2 separate regions of the Mus musculus genome follow, and region 2 is linked to region 1. The links are chromatin contacts, called in public Hi-C maps. All regions are on one chromosome and are shown on one strand. The core of a region is the stretch at or near the end of the contact, and the rest is flanking DNA. Distances in the headings are between cores, read along the strand shown. Region 1 overlaps Cop1 (COP1, E3 ubiquitin ligase). Region 2 overlaps Tnr (tenascin R).

Region 1 (6,278 bases), core at 1,710-4,209:
ACAAAAGCAACTAGAGACATAGCTCTGGGGTGTACTGGTTAGTTCATATTGTTCTTCCTCCTGTAGAGTTGCAGACCCCTTTAGCTCCTTGGGTACTTTCTCTAGCCAGAATTTATTTTCTTCAAAAATTTTTTTATTATAATTAGTAGATAAATTTTATCATACCAAATAAGTTTTCAGATATTTAAAAAAATGGTTTGTGTCATCTAGTACTTTTTGCATTTTAATTTTGTCTATCGTTTCTTCAGATAATAAGTTTAAGTAGAATCATGAAAAGTTTATGATGAAAATGCTGTGTGCACATGGATGAGAAAAAAATAAAGTTATAGAAAATACATTAAAATAAATAATTTAACATTTTAATCTCTTAGGGCACTAATGTAAATAATTGTATGTAAATAATTGTATGTTGTAGTTTTTGTTTGTTTTGTGTTTTTAGTTCTTTTGGAAAAGTTTAAAATGCAGATTTCCAACTGCCTTGAAAAATTGAGTATTGTAATTGTGCTTTACTTCAAGCATGCCTCTGTATTAAAGAATAGATAAGTTGACAACTACTTGGTACATTAATGTTACGATTTAAACCTCAGATGGCTTAACTTTAAATAGTTAACTCACAGGGACCTTGTGTGATGTCATTACTGTTGTCTTTGAGAATCACCAGTTTATACATTACAGTTTTGTACCTATGACTGAGAATAGGAATTAAAATAATTCAATTATTTACCTAATATGTACTGTATAATTTTGCTTTGATCATAAATGTGGAATAAGTATACATCCCTCTAAACAAACTTTGTTAAACTAACGAATACCTAACCACATGTAGATCTTCCTCCAGCAGTTACTATCAGTGCTGATGGCTGGGATCTGATTTTAATGAAAGATTTATGTTCATGAGAAGATTTCTCATTGTTTTATTTTCCCTTGAAATCAGTGCTAAAACTAGAGGAGATCGCCTTTATACTTTATTGGAATACAAAGATGTTTCAGTGAATTCCTAGACCATTTTTATTAAAGCTAAAAGATCACCTAATTAATTTGAGCATACTGCTTTTTAAAAAAATCTTCAAAAATACTTTTTATTTAAAAATAATTTTTTAATATGAGGATATTGTTCTTTGCTTCCTTTATAGTGTCATTCATTTAATTTGCTTTTTTTCTGACCCAGATGACAGTAGAACTGCAAGCCAGTTAGATGAATTTCAAGAATGCTTGTCCAAGTTTACTCGATACAACTCAGTAAGACCGTTGGCCACATTGTCTTATGCTAGTGATCTCTATAATGGTTCCAGCATAGTTTCTAGGTAAGTGTTTGCCACTGCTCTTACTGTGTTCTTTTATTAAAAAGTATAAGAAAACTTACTAAATTTGAGAAGCAGCTATAACATGTCTTTGAGTCTTGGAATTTGCAAGCTACATTGCCTCCCAGTTACTCGGAGCTAGCAAATTAGAATGCTCAGTAGCATCCATCTGACAGGAGGTGGCAGTTTCTCTTTATATCTGACGTCTGAGTGTAATGATGGAAGGTGCTCTTTACGTCCTTCCTTCAATTTTGCAAGTCTGTATAGAACTAGTATATTTCTTTCTGAATATTAATGTTTGATTCTCCAGTAAAGCTTTCCATGGAATATAAGAATATGATCAAAGTTCACTCTATAGCTTGTACAACTAGTATACAGTAATAAAAACTTAATTTGAGAGATAGCTGTAGGTAGTCTAAATAAAAATATACAAAGCAGAGACTGACAGTGTATTTTTGAAACATATTCTGGGGCTGGTGGTACAAAACAGCAAATGATTGCTTGCCTTAAAAGCAGAGATGAACCTGAGTCTGATACCCAGAGCCCATGTGAAATAAAGGCCAGGCATAGTAGTGCTCGCTTGTTATGCTCATGCTGTTGAGGGAGATCTTCGAGCTACTGCCTTGTTTTGTAGGCCTCAAAAGAAGATAGACAGTACTTGAAGAATGGCATTCAAAGTTGACCTCTGACTTTTGCATGCAGATATGCTCATGTGCACACATGTGCCTGTGCTTACAAACAGCCAGGGCTACAGAGAAACCCTGTCTCGGGAAAAAAAAAAAAAAAAAAACAAACTTCTCACTATATACAATTTTCCATTTCATAAAATAATGAACATTGTAAAACCACCAGGCTGTATTACATTTAGCCTATTTTCAGTAGACATTCAAAGAGATGATTTACATTTAAATATTTTACATTACAATTTTACAAATTAAGTAGATGTACTTAATTGTTACGGTTAATTAGCCTTTTTTATTTTCTCCCAATTATATCAAATTAACATTTCTTAATGAAATATTTCCAAATTTTTAAGTTTATTATACCCACAGAAGAAATGAAGACTAATAGGTAGCAAGAAAGAAAGAAGGAGCTTTGAGACTTTCATAATTTTAGTGACTCCTTTTTGTACTTTGAAGGATATTGGTAATTCATTCTAAGCTTTGATTTCTTCTAATGAAATGGGCTTAAAAAACACTAAAACAATGTTGGCCAGAACAAATTATTAATATTATTACCATAAAATTGCATAATATCTGTGCCAATTACCTTATTGCACTGAAACTAGATTTTCTGAAAAGAAAAATACTAAACTGAATAAATCTCCTGTTTTCTTTGCTTATGTGGATATTATACCAGATCCATTAGTCCACAAGGTGGCAGCATTTATTTGTGCTATCTCTCATGTTTTGTGCAATCTCTTCTGTTAGATAGTTGACAAGGTTGGAATTGGGTGGCTGGTCCAGATTTATTCTCTTGATTATTATATGGTCTTAATAACAACAACTTATGGAAAAACACTTCCTACTTTTTCCTTAAATATGGTAGTTACACCACATTTTAAAAAAAGATTTATTGATTTATTATATGAAAGTACACTGTGGCTGTCTTCAGATACTCCAGAAGAGGGAGTCAGATCTTATTATGGATGGTTGTGAGCCACCATGTGGTTGCTGGGATTTGAACTCGGGACTTTTGGAAGAGCAGTCGGTGCTCTTAACCACTGAGCCATCTCTCCAGCCCAGTCACACCACATTTTACATGTTGTTTTCTGTGCCATCAGAGAGGATTGGTTTGAAATTGCATATTTTAAACTATCTCAGTGTATAGTAGTGCTGCTTCATGAATTTCTGATTTGAATTTTACATCCCTGTACATAGTACAGTGGTTGTTAACCTTCTTAATATCATGACCCTTTGATGCAGCTCCTCATGCTGTGGATTATTATTTTTGCTACTTCATATTTAGTTTAAGATACTGTGGTCAATCCTATTTTATAGGAGAGGAAGTTGAAATAAGGGGAAGTATGACTAGGCTAGGATCAACACACTGTGCTGTGGATAGAACTTAGATTTGAACACCCCCACCCCCCCCACCCCCCCGCACCTTTATGGTGCTCGGTTGCTCACATCAGGGCCCAGGGACTAAAGTTTCAAGTGAGATACTGGTAAAAATACAAAGTAGTGCATTTTTTAGGTCCTTTATGCTCCTGTTTCTATCTTTTCTAACTGGCATTTCATAATGAATGTTTTAGAGTTTCAATTTAATATTTATACTGTGTGGTGTTCAACTAGTTGCTAAAACTATTGGAATTGAACTTTGTTTTATAGTAGATGTTTACAAAGATTGTTTTTGATAACCTTCAGTGTTCACCCAGAGTAATATTGTAATGTATTATTTATTGAAGAATGCTTATGAGTTTTAAAATTTGCTTAGTAGATGTCGTGATTAGGATTTTATTGCTATGAAGAGACACCATGAGCATGGCAGCTCTTATAAAGGCAAATATTTCATTGACACTGGCTTATAGTTTCAGAGGTACAGTTTAATAGGGACTGGGGTAATTGCTGTTGTAGGCCTGACCATGTTTTTGTTTAGAGTGTGGATTTTGGGACTTTGTAAAGCAGAGGAATACTTTAAGTGTGAATTATTGGGCCCTACTAGTAGAAGCATGGAAGACACTGGTGCTGGGGTGATTAGATCTTGATAGGCATGGCTCAAGAAATTTCAGAGGAGAAGAATTTTAGTATGTAACAACCTAGAGATTTTTGTGCTATTTTGGTGAAGAATACAGCTGATTTTTGCTCTCATCTGAAGAGGTAAAGAGATTTGGATTAATTTCATTGACAAAGGAAGTCAAAAAAAGTCCAGCATAGACTTTGCCCTCTGCTTTACTTTCATGAAGAACATTTTGATCAAGCATAGTAAGCTTAGAAAGGAAAAATACAAAATATATGGTTGAAAGATTAAAGCCGTACCAGAAAGTAAACTGGAGCTAAATCCTGTGTTCAAGGATATTAAATGGCATGAAGGGCGTGGTGACTAAAGGGCAAGATCCCTTGCAGGTAAGCTTATTGTTTGTGTGCTTGCATTGAATAAGGGATAGTTATATCATGTTAGGCTTTATTTTGACCTGGTTATTGTTTTCGTTTGGACTTTTAATCAGGAAGGAACTACAATCTAAAAATGAAGGAGACATCTGTGCTAGGCTCTTGAGGTCTAGTCACCATGAACATCTTAGGTCCAGGAATGGTGGTACATGCCTTTAATTCCAAGGTCAGAGTCAAACAGATTCCTTGAGTCCCAGGTCAGCCTGGAAGTGAGCAAGGTCCAAGTTAGAAAAGCTTACTTAGTACACACTTTTGATCCCATCACTCAGGAGACAGAGGCATTAGATCTCTGAGTTTAAGGTCAGCCTACAGAGCAAGTTCTAGGACAGCCAAACTTAGGCAGGAAAAGTGTTGAAAAACAGAAAGCTGGTGATAAAACAAGATGGTGGTGGAGTGAGGACATGTTCCAATCCCACGAAGCAGCAGAACTCAGCAGCTTCAGCCATGTGGCTCTGGTTTCAGTCAAGAGTAGAAGGAGGTACTGGGATAATAGATGCTGATTAGCTCAAGAAAAGAAATTAGTAGAGACCAGCATCACTGAGGTGGAGTCTTCTGAGGAGTGTTTTCTGAGAGCTCAAAGAAGCTGTGTTCCTGAGATAAGCCAAGGTTATATCTGCTACAGCTGGACTTGGTGATGTACAAGAATCATCCAGGTGGTACTGGTTTTGACGCCATGAAGGGGTCATGGACAGTAGCTGAGTCTTGGCACTGAGAGGCCAGGGAAGGCCATTGGTGAAGGTGCAGCCTCAGTTGCAGTTGACAGCCCAGGAAGGGGTCATGCAAAGGAGTTGAGGCTTGGCACCATGAAGGGAGCCTATGAGAGGCTATTGGTGAAGCCTGATTGCCGTGGAAGATTACAGAAAATTGGAGATAGCAGTACCATGTGATGATCACCAAGAATACTAGCATCAGTGGAGTGGAGTCAACCAGTGCCTAGAGTGCTCAGAGCTAGAGAAGTGACCCAAGCCCTTTGGAGAAGCCCAGAAGATCATGTGTGGATCACAGACACTGGAACAAGAAGCTGTAAAGTTGAAGTTGCCTTAGATACCTCAAGATTTTAGAGATGCCAGTGCCATGGAATACCTGCTATGGAAAGCTGCTGACAGGGAGTGGAAATGGCCCAAGAGAAAGATTTGTGTTGCAGTCAACAAAGCTGAAAGGAGTGGGACATAAGACACGGAGATGCAGAGTTTGGAATTTGCCCAGCTCATTTTTTGGTCTTGTTTTTGGTCCATTATTTCCTCACTATGGCATTTTGGAAAGGTAGTGTATATCCTGTGATGTTTAAAGTATGGTATCTGTTATTGATTTTGCTTTTATACAAAATTACTCTTAAGTGATTGGATGACTCTCAGAAGAGACTTTGAACTTTTAACATTGTTGAGACTGCTATAGGCTATGGGGACTTTAAAATTGGACAAAATGTAATTTGCGTTATGCTGTGGCTAGGTATGGCCCCTGTAACTTCCATGTTTGAACAAACCTATGGGGGCCAGGGAGTGGAATGTGATGGTTTGAATATGCTTGGCCCCATGGGAAGTAGCACTATTAGGGGTGTGGCTTTGTTTTGAAGTAGGTGTGGCCTTGTTAGATAAAGGTCATCTCTGTGCAGGTGGGCTTGGAGGCCGTATGCTCAAGTTTCACCCAGTGTAGAAGACAGGGGGGGCTGTATCCTTTCCTCTGCCCCCAGGTCCCCACTTTGGCACCCCAGGCTATGGAAGCCCCCACTTCACCACACTCTACTCAGTCCCTTTTCCTGAGGGCGAGGCCTTTCCCTCTGTTCCCGTCACTGCTCTGGGCTCTCCCATGCATTCAAACTGAGGCACCAGCCCTCCCTGGGGATGCTGTGAGCCAAGGCAAGGGAGGT
Region 2 (6,278 bases), core at 2,182-4,681, 600 kb after region 1:
CCCCATCTTCTGGGATCTCCTCCGAAGTCACTGTGCCCAGGGATAGGACTTCATACACACTAACAGATCTAGAGCCTGGAGCAGAATACATTATCTCCATCACTGCTGAGAGGGGTCGGCAGCAGAGCCTGGAGTCTACTGTGGATGCCTTCACAGGTACCAGGGGAGCAGACGTCTCAGTGAGGTCCCCGAGTAATTAGATCTTAACATGAGGTGATTCAGATGTCCCAGTCTTCCAAAAGAGAAAATTAAGAGATGTGTAAGGGGAGGGGATGGAGCAGGGACTAATATATGCATGAAAAGAAAATGTTTGAGAGTAAAGGGAAAGAATAAGCAAAGATCTGAAATTTTATGTCAGATTGTTATAGCCTAGACACAGGAGCTAATTCATCTATTTCTCCTTTCCTGCATTAAATTAGTGGTAAGGCTAAAGCTCTCTGTCACATTTTTCCAAGTTAGAGGTTTTAAAATCCGGGACCCATATTATGAATATTTCACAGAGCTGCTTCTAGTTTTATTAGACTGCACTATTCAGTAGATGGCTAAGTAGCCTAGCCTGGACTGGAGTGGGAGAGGAGGTAGGACCTCTGAGCCAGCAGGTGAAAGTATAGCCCATATCAGCATAGAGGGAGATCAAGCATCTCTGCCCAATGGCCTGCTACCAACACATGTGTTTCAGAGCTGCCAATCTTTTCTACTTTGCAGGCTTCCGCCCTATCTCCCATTTGCACTTTTCTCATGTGACCTCCTCCAGTGTCAATATCACCTGGAGTGACCCATCTCCCCCAGCAGACAGACTCATTCTGAACTACAGCCCCAGGGACAAAGAGGAAGACATGTTGGAGGTCCTCTTGGATGCCACCAAGAGGCACGCTGTCTTGATGGGTCTACAGCCAGCCACTGAATATATAGTGAACCTTGTAGCTGTCCATGGGACGGTAACCTCTGAACCCATAGTGGGTTCTATCACTACAGGTGAGGCTGGAGATGTTGATCAAGAGGGTTCTCACTTCAGCTTTTGACAAGCCAATGCAATCTAAAATGACAAACTTTCAAGAAATAGCAGAATGAGCCTATAGCTAGAGACTTCTGTGAGTTATTCTGTAGCAGGTACTTCTTTCAGCATTGCATAAGAGACATATGATGAGAAACATCCATTTGCAAAGTAGGACAGGCCCAGTGCTCTGCATGCCCAAGTCTTGAATGCATTGGTTCTAGATTTGCCAATCTAGGAAAAAGGCCCGGAAAAAGCTTGTCTCCAAGGGATTCTTTCTAAGTAAAAAGATGATATTTCTATTCTGGAGAGCCATCTCTTGACAGCCTAATAAATGATTCTTCCTCAGAATCAACATAGAGCTAGCATGTAACCATGTAGCTACCTGGCATTCAGAGATAGGAGCTGATTTGCACATTGGAAGACATAGAACTTTGAGATGAATTGGGCCATTTCCCTTTGGTCATTTGCAAATGCAATCCCAAATATGATACATTTGTATATAAAAACACCTATAATTAGATAGTTCCCTACATACTGACAAGAACTCACAAACTGGAAAAGTATGTTAAGTAGTCAGCGAATTTGACCCCACAGTTTAAATGCACCATAATTATGCACCATAAATAAAATATAACTTAGGAAAGTATATTCGTTTAGGATTTGTGCTCTGAAATCTCTCTACAGTTAATGGGCAGTTTTTTTCCAAGTTGAACCAAAAGTAGCTGCTAAAAACTAAGAAAGAGTAGCAGAGTTAGGTCTTTGCAAGAGAAGTTTCCCTTAGAGAAGATAATTATATGATCCTCTATTTGAAATAAAACACACAAACTTAAAAGGAAGTTTCTGGTTGGTCTAGATGGTAGTAGCTGTGGCACAGAAGTGTAGATCTTGCCAATTTAGCTTCCTGACTTTGGCCATAGCTACAATGTTATAAGTGTGACATCACACAGACTGTCATGTTAGGGATGCCCAGTTAGTTATGTAGGGTCATGCCTGCCTGAGGGACACTAGTGGATCAACAGAAATCTAGAAATAGATAGATATTCCACTTTCAAACTGTGCTTCTGTCTTTTCCCCACAACTCTCTGATCTTTGTAGGAATTGATCCTCCCAAAAACATCACAATTAGCAACGTGACTAAGGACTCCCTGACGGTGTCCTGGAGCTCTCCTGTTGCGCCTTTTGATTACTACCGAGTATCGTACCGACCCACCCAAGGTAATGATATGATTTTGTTTCTCAAACATAAATAAGGCTTGAAGTTGATTAGAGATTATTATGGGTGCATGATCACAACTACACAGCATACACCCTCATACCATACTTCCTCAAAATGAGAGTGTATTGATGAAGAACAACAGAGAAACCATGAGTTCACCAACTTCTCTCAAAATAGGCTCTCAAAATATCATCAAGAGAGCCAAACACTTTACCATGGGAAATAACTGGACACCGTTAGCTAGGCTGCGCAATGAAAAACAATGAAGTGAGGCCTAGATGGCTTTACCAAGAGCCAGTGCTACACATACTATGCTGAGCATAAAGTCTAAGACTAGAATCCTGGATATGGATAAAGACCCAGCAGAGCCACATGGAGCCCTGAAGGGAACCACAGTGATCCTAATTCTGCCATTGTAGCCAATGTATGAGTCAGAGAAGTTGGCCGAGAGCTTGCCTGCATACTGCCAGTTCTTGCTGGTATATGAGGCATTGTTAACAAAGTAGAGAGAATGTTCACTTCCAGCCAGAGGTAGGACAGTTTTCCAGGCTACCTTTCTCTGGGCTGCATAGGGCACTTTTTGCGGTGGCTCTGCCCACTCCACTTCCACTATACTGATATGCCCGCCTCAGAGAAGACCGGTCTGATAGAAACCTACATAATAAATAGCTCATTTACTTTTGTTCTAAAAAGCCCATAAGATGAAAGAGTGAGGCCAGCGTATAAGATCTATTTAAACTCCACCATTATCATTTATGAGTCATGTATCTGCCTTCCCTTCCCTATTGCATGCTGAGCCCACACCCATCTGTGCCTCATGACCCACTGTCCCAATGTACACTGAGCCATGGACCCACTGATAAGAGAGCTGTTGAACGTTTAGTGATGGATTTTGTTCTTCCTCAGTGGGACGGCTAGACAGCTCCGTAGTGCCCAACACCGTGACAGAGTTCGCCATCACCAGGCTGTATCCAGCTACTGAATATGAAATAAGCCTCAACAGTGTACGGGGCAGGGAGGAGAGTGAACGCATCTGCACCCTGGTGCACACAGGTAAACATGGCTCCCTTGCTGGGTGTCGGCTCAGGACATAAGCAGCAGCCTTGAAACAAACACAGGAAGCAGAGTGAAATCACTCCAGCGCATACAGTGGATACTGGCTCCGGGGCCTGAGACGCCATTCTTTGGCTCCTCTGACTCACTGTGTCCTTCAGGACAAGTTGTGGTTTCTCTCCCCACAGACTGTTCTTTCTAATTATAGGAGTTTGGTGAGTCACACTTGAGGAGGAGTCTTGCTCGTTCAGGTTCAGAATGTTCATGGAACTTCCTCTACGAAGAGCGCCCTTTCAAAGACGCATGATGGAGACAGATTCCACAGCAAACATTTGAATCATAGGATCTCTTTAAGTCTTGGGGGTTGAGGAAACTTCAGAAAAGCATTGTTATTCCAGTTTCAGGAAACTAGGGGTGGATTATTCATCATATACAGCCACCCCATAGGTGTATTGCCTTTGCTCCAGGGAAAAGGCTCTAAGTCCATCACCTGTATGAAGGCAGTAGAGGTGAAGGTGACCCTTTGTGGCATCCCCAGCTGCTTTCAGGAACACTATGTAGTTCTTGTTCTCCTGTAGGAAATGTCCTCTGTGTCCTCAGGCCCCTTCACAGAAGGAAGGTGGGGAAAAGAGATGGGCTTTAATATGAAAAATAGGGAGGAGAAAGTCTCCTACCATGCCTTTTTTCAGAAAACTGGCTCTTTGGATAAGCCTGAAGATAGGGCTCCTTTTCTGTAACTCCACTAGCCTCCCTTCTCTGGTCCTTAAGCAAGTATATCACATAGGATTAGCACAGATTTGCTCTAGATGGCAGTGGAAGGCACAGCCATCAGTTTCTATCCTCAACATCGAGAACCTTCTAGTTAAACCACAGTTTCCACTACACATAGGAAAACATTCAGCCTGCCTCATTAAGCGAACACCTGGATATCCCAACGCTGCTAAATTTCCCTAGAGATGGTGATTTCTGAAGGAGGAGAGTGTGCCTAAGGAGTCCTCACTGCTTTGTAAATACTCTTACAAGCGCCAAAACATTATCTATTAACACAGTGACCAAAACGTCATTCAGAAACATAAAAAGGTACCTTTCGTAGTCTCCCTCCTTCTGGTAGATGCACTATGTTTTGTCAGTGATCATTAAAGCAGGCAGTGGATAAACATTGACCAGAAGTAATGACCATTCAGCCAAGAAAGCCTGAAAATTCTGCCATATTTTCTCATTGAAAATCATAAAAAGGATTTCGAGAATATCGTGTTCCCAAGATAAGAGTGTTGTGACTCAGCCCAAAAGCTAACTCGTGTGATTCTTGGCCACAGGCAGCAGACATCACAAAAGCAGAAACTCAGCAGCACACCAAGCCACCCTGTCATCTTTCAAGTTAGTCAGACTGGTTCTGGTAACTTCCAGTCACTGTGCCACGCTCAGAAGTGTCTCCGGTTGTTCTTTTCAAGTCATCACAATAATCTTAAAACTTGTAGAATGACAGCTCCTTCAGGAGATGGTACACATCTCAGAAATCATCCAACCATAGACTCTAATAGGAGTTGAATTTAAAGACGTTTTTGAAAGCACAGATTATGAATAAAATTCAAAACACTGAATTGTAAAGTCTTTATTTCTTCTTGTTACTTTGGGATGAGGAACATAAGCAAAAAAAAGGGGGGGGGAGAAAGAAAAGAAAAGATAGCAAACACAGCTCATTTAATCAAAGAACAGAGGTAGGCCGATGGTAGGTCGTGGTTCCCAAACGTAAACTGTATGACTCACATTGAGCTAACGCTTAAACTGTTCCAATGCCATCCATTTTATAAATAAATTCCAACTTCATGAAAAGGAAATACATAAGTAAATCCAAGAGTTACAGAATACATGGGTGAGTAAAATTCATAATTTATTCATGAGCAAACTTTCTTGTCCTGCCTGACAGGCAATCTTGGCTTCCCTGAGTTTATACACCAGCCCCCCAGCCCCCACCCCCACCCCCACCCCCACTCTCTATGCAACAAAAAGGATGCTTAGAACACAGTCCAGAGTAAAGCTTGTGGGTGGTGGTGTAAGAAGTGGCTACGACTCTGTGACCACTGGCACAGGTGCGCGTACACTTCCACCACACTTCCCTGAAGTTCACAGTCAGCGATCTTCCCACAAAACTCACTCTTGCATGTGTGAAAGAACAAATGGGCTGGAAAGCAGGATTATCTCAGGAACTAATGAATCAGAAAATTTTCTATCACTTCTTTACGCCATGTGGATTGAAAGGTTCAAAATACAATAGGGTATTTTGAATGTCCAATTTCCCATCGAACCCGTCAAAGAATTCTGCACACAGTAATTTAATGAATTAATTTAAAAGAAGGACTTAGGGCAATTGGGAGAGAAGTGGATAAGATAGGAGAAAGGGTGCAAAAAAAAAGGTATCAGTGGAGCCAGACAGGTAGAAAAAGAATCAGTCTCCACCCCATTATTTTACCCAGCACAGTGACAGGTGGTTACCACATAAGAAAATTCTGATGGTTTGTGGTACTTACACCTTGCAGTTCCTCTTTCTTTAGCCTGATCCTCTCCTATTCTTTTCCAGCCATGGATAGCCCCATGGATTTGATCGCTACCAACATCACACCTACAGAAGCCTTGCTCCAGTGGAAAGCACCCATGGGTGAAGTGGAAAATTATGTCATCGTCCTCACACACTTTGCAAGTGAGTGTCTGCAGGTTGGGATGGTAAGGAGTGGACCTACAAGCCAGTATGAAAGTAAAGAAGTAATTCATTTTTCCCATCTGAAAATCAAATCAGAAATTACCTCAAGTTGGAGAAATTATGCAGCCTACGAGCCCTATAAAATCAGAAAGATATCCCCCAACTCCCATAAACAACTGATGAAGAGAACCATAAATTCTCATTCTGAAAAGTTCAAAGAAGGCAAGCAACCAAAACAAAAGCAAAATCAGAGCTAACACTAAAGACAAACCTCAAAACTGAGCAAGGATGTTCACAAAAGTACTACGGCAAGA

What was found. A called contact is a pair of places that touch in the nucleus more often than the background predicts.
Region 2: a contact with region 1 is called in a Hi-C map of bone marrow-derived macrophages, with 2.4 times the contacts expected there. The contact joins two enhancer-like sites. A contact is called at or near these places in 1 of 15 datasets of contacts at CTCF or cohesin (the NIH/3T3 cell line), 8 of 484 Hi-C or Micro-C datasets (adipose-derived mesenchymal stem cells, bone marrow-derived macrophages, brain and 4 more) and 2 of 115 datasets of contacts at active chromatin or transcription factors (the NIH/3T3 cell line and embryonic fibroblasts).

What each region holds. Positions count from the first base shown.
Region 1 is chr1:159,287,737-159,294,014 of GRCm38.p6, forward strand. Cop1 (COP1, E3 ubiquitin ligase) reads left to right here. Exons shown (of 20, transcript NM_011931.4): 11 at 1,169-1,304. It also overlaps the pseudogene Pou5f1-rs1. Among named protein-coding and RNA genes, the nearest start is that of Mir1843b, 49 kb to the right of the region's middle. Within about 2 kb of position 2,960, at least 2 of the 459 cell types and tissues checked have an H3K27ac peak or open chromatin away from gene starts, as enhancers often do. A contact at or near this core is called in bone marrow-derived macrophages, where this site is marked.
Region 2 is chr1:159,886,165-159,892,442 of GRCm38.p6, forward strand. Tnr (tenascin R) reads left to right here. Exons shown (of 23, transcript NM_022312.3): 11 at 1-156; 12 at 706-975; 13 at 2,093-2,212; 14 at 3,120-3,266; 15 at 5,845-5,964. Among named protein-coding and RNA genes, the nearest start is that of Gm31348, 110 kb to the left of the region's middle. Within about 2 kb of position 3,432, at least 113 of the 459 cell types and tissues checked have an H3K27ac peak or open chromatin away from gene starts, as enhancers often do. A contact at or near this core is called in bone marrow-derived macrophages, where this site is marked.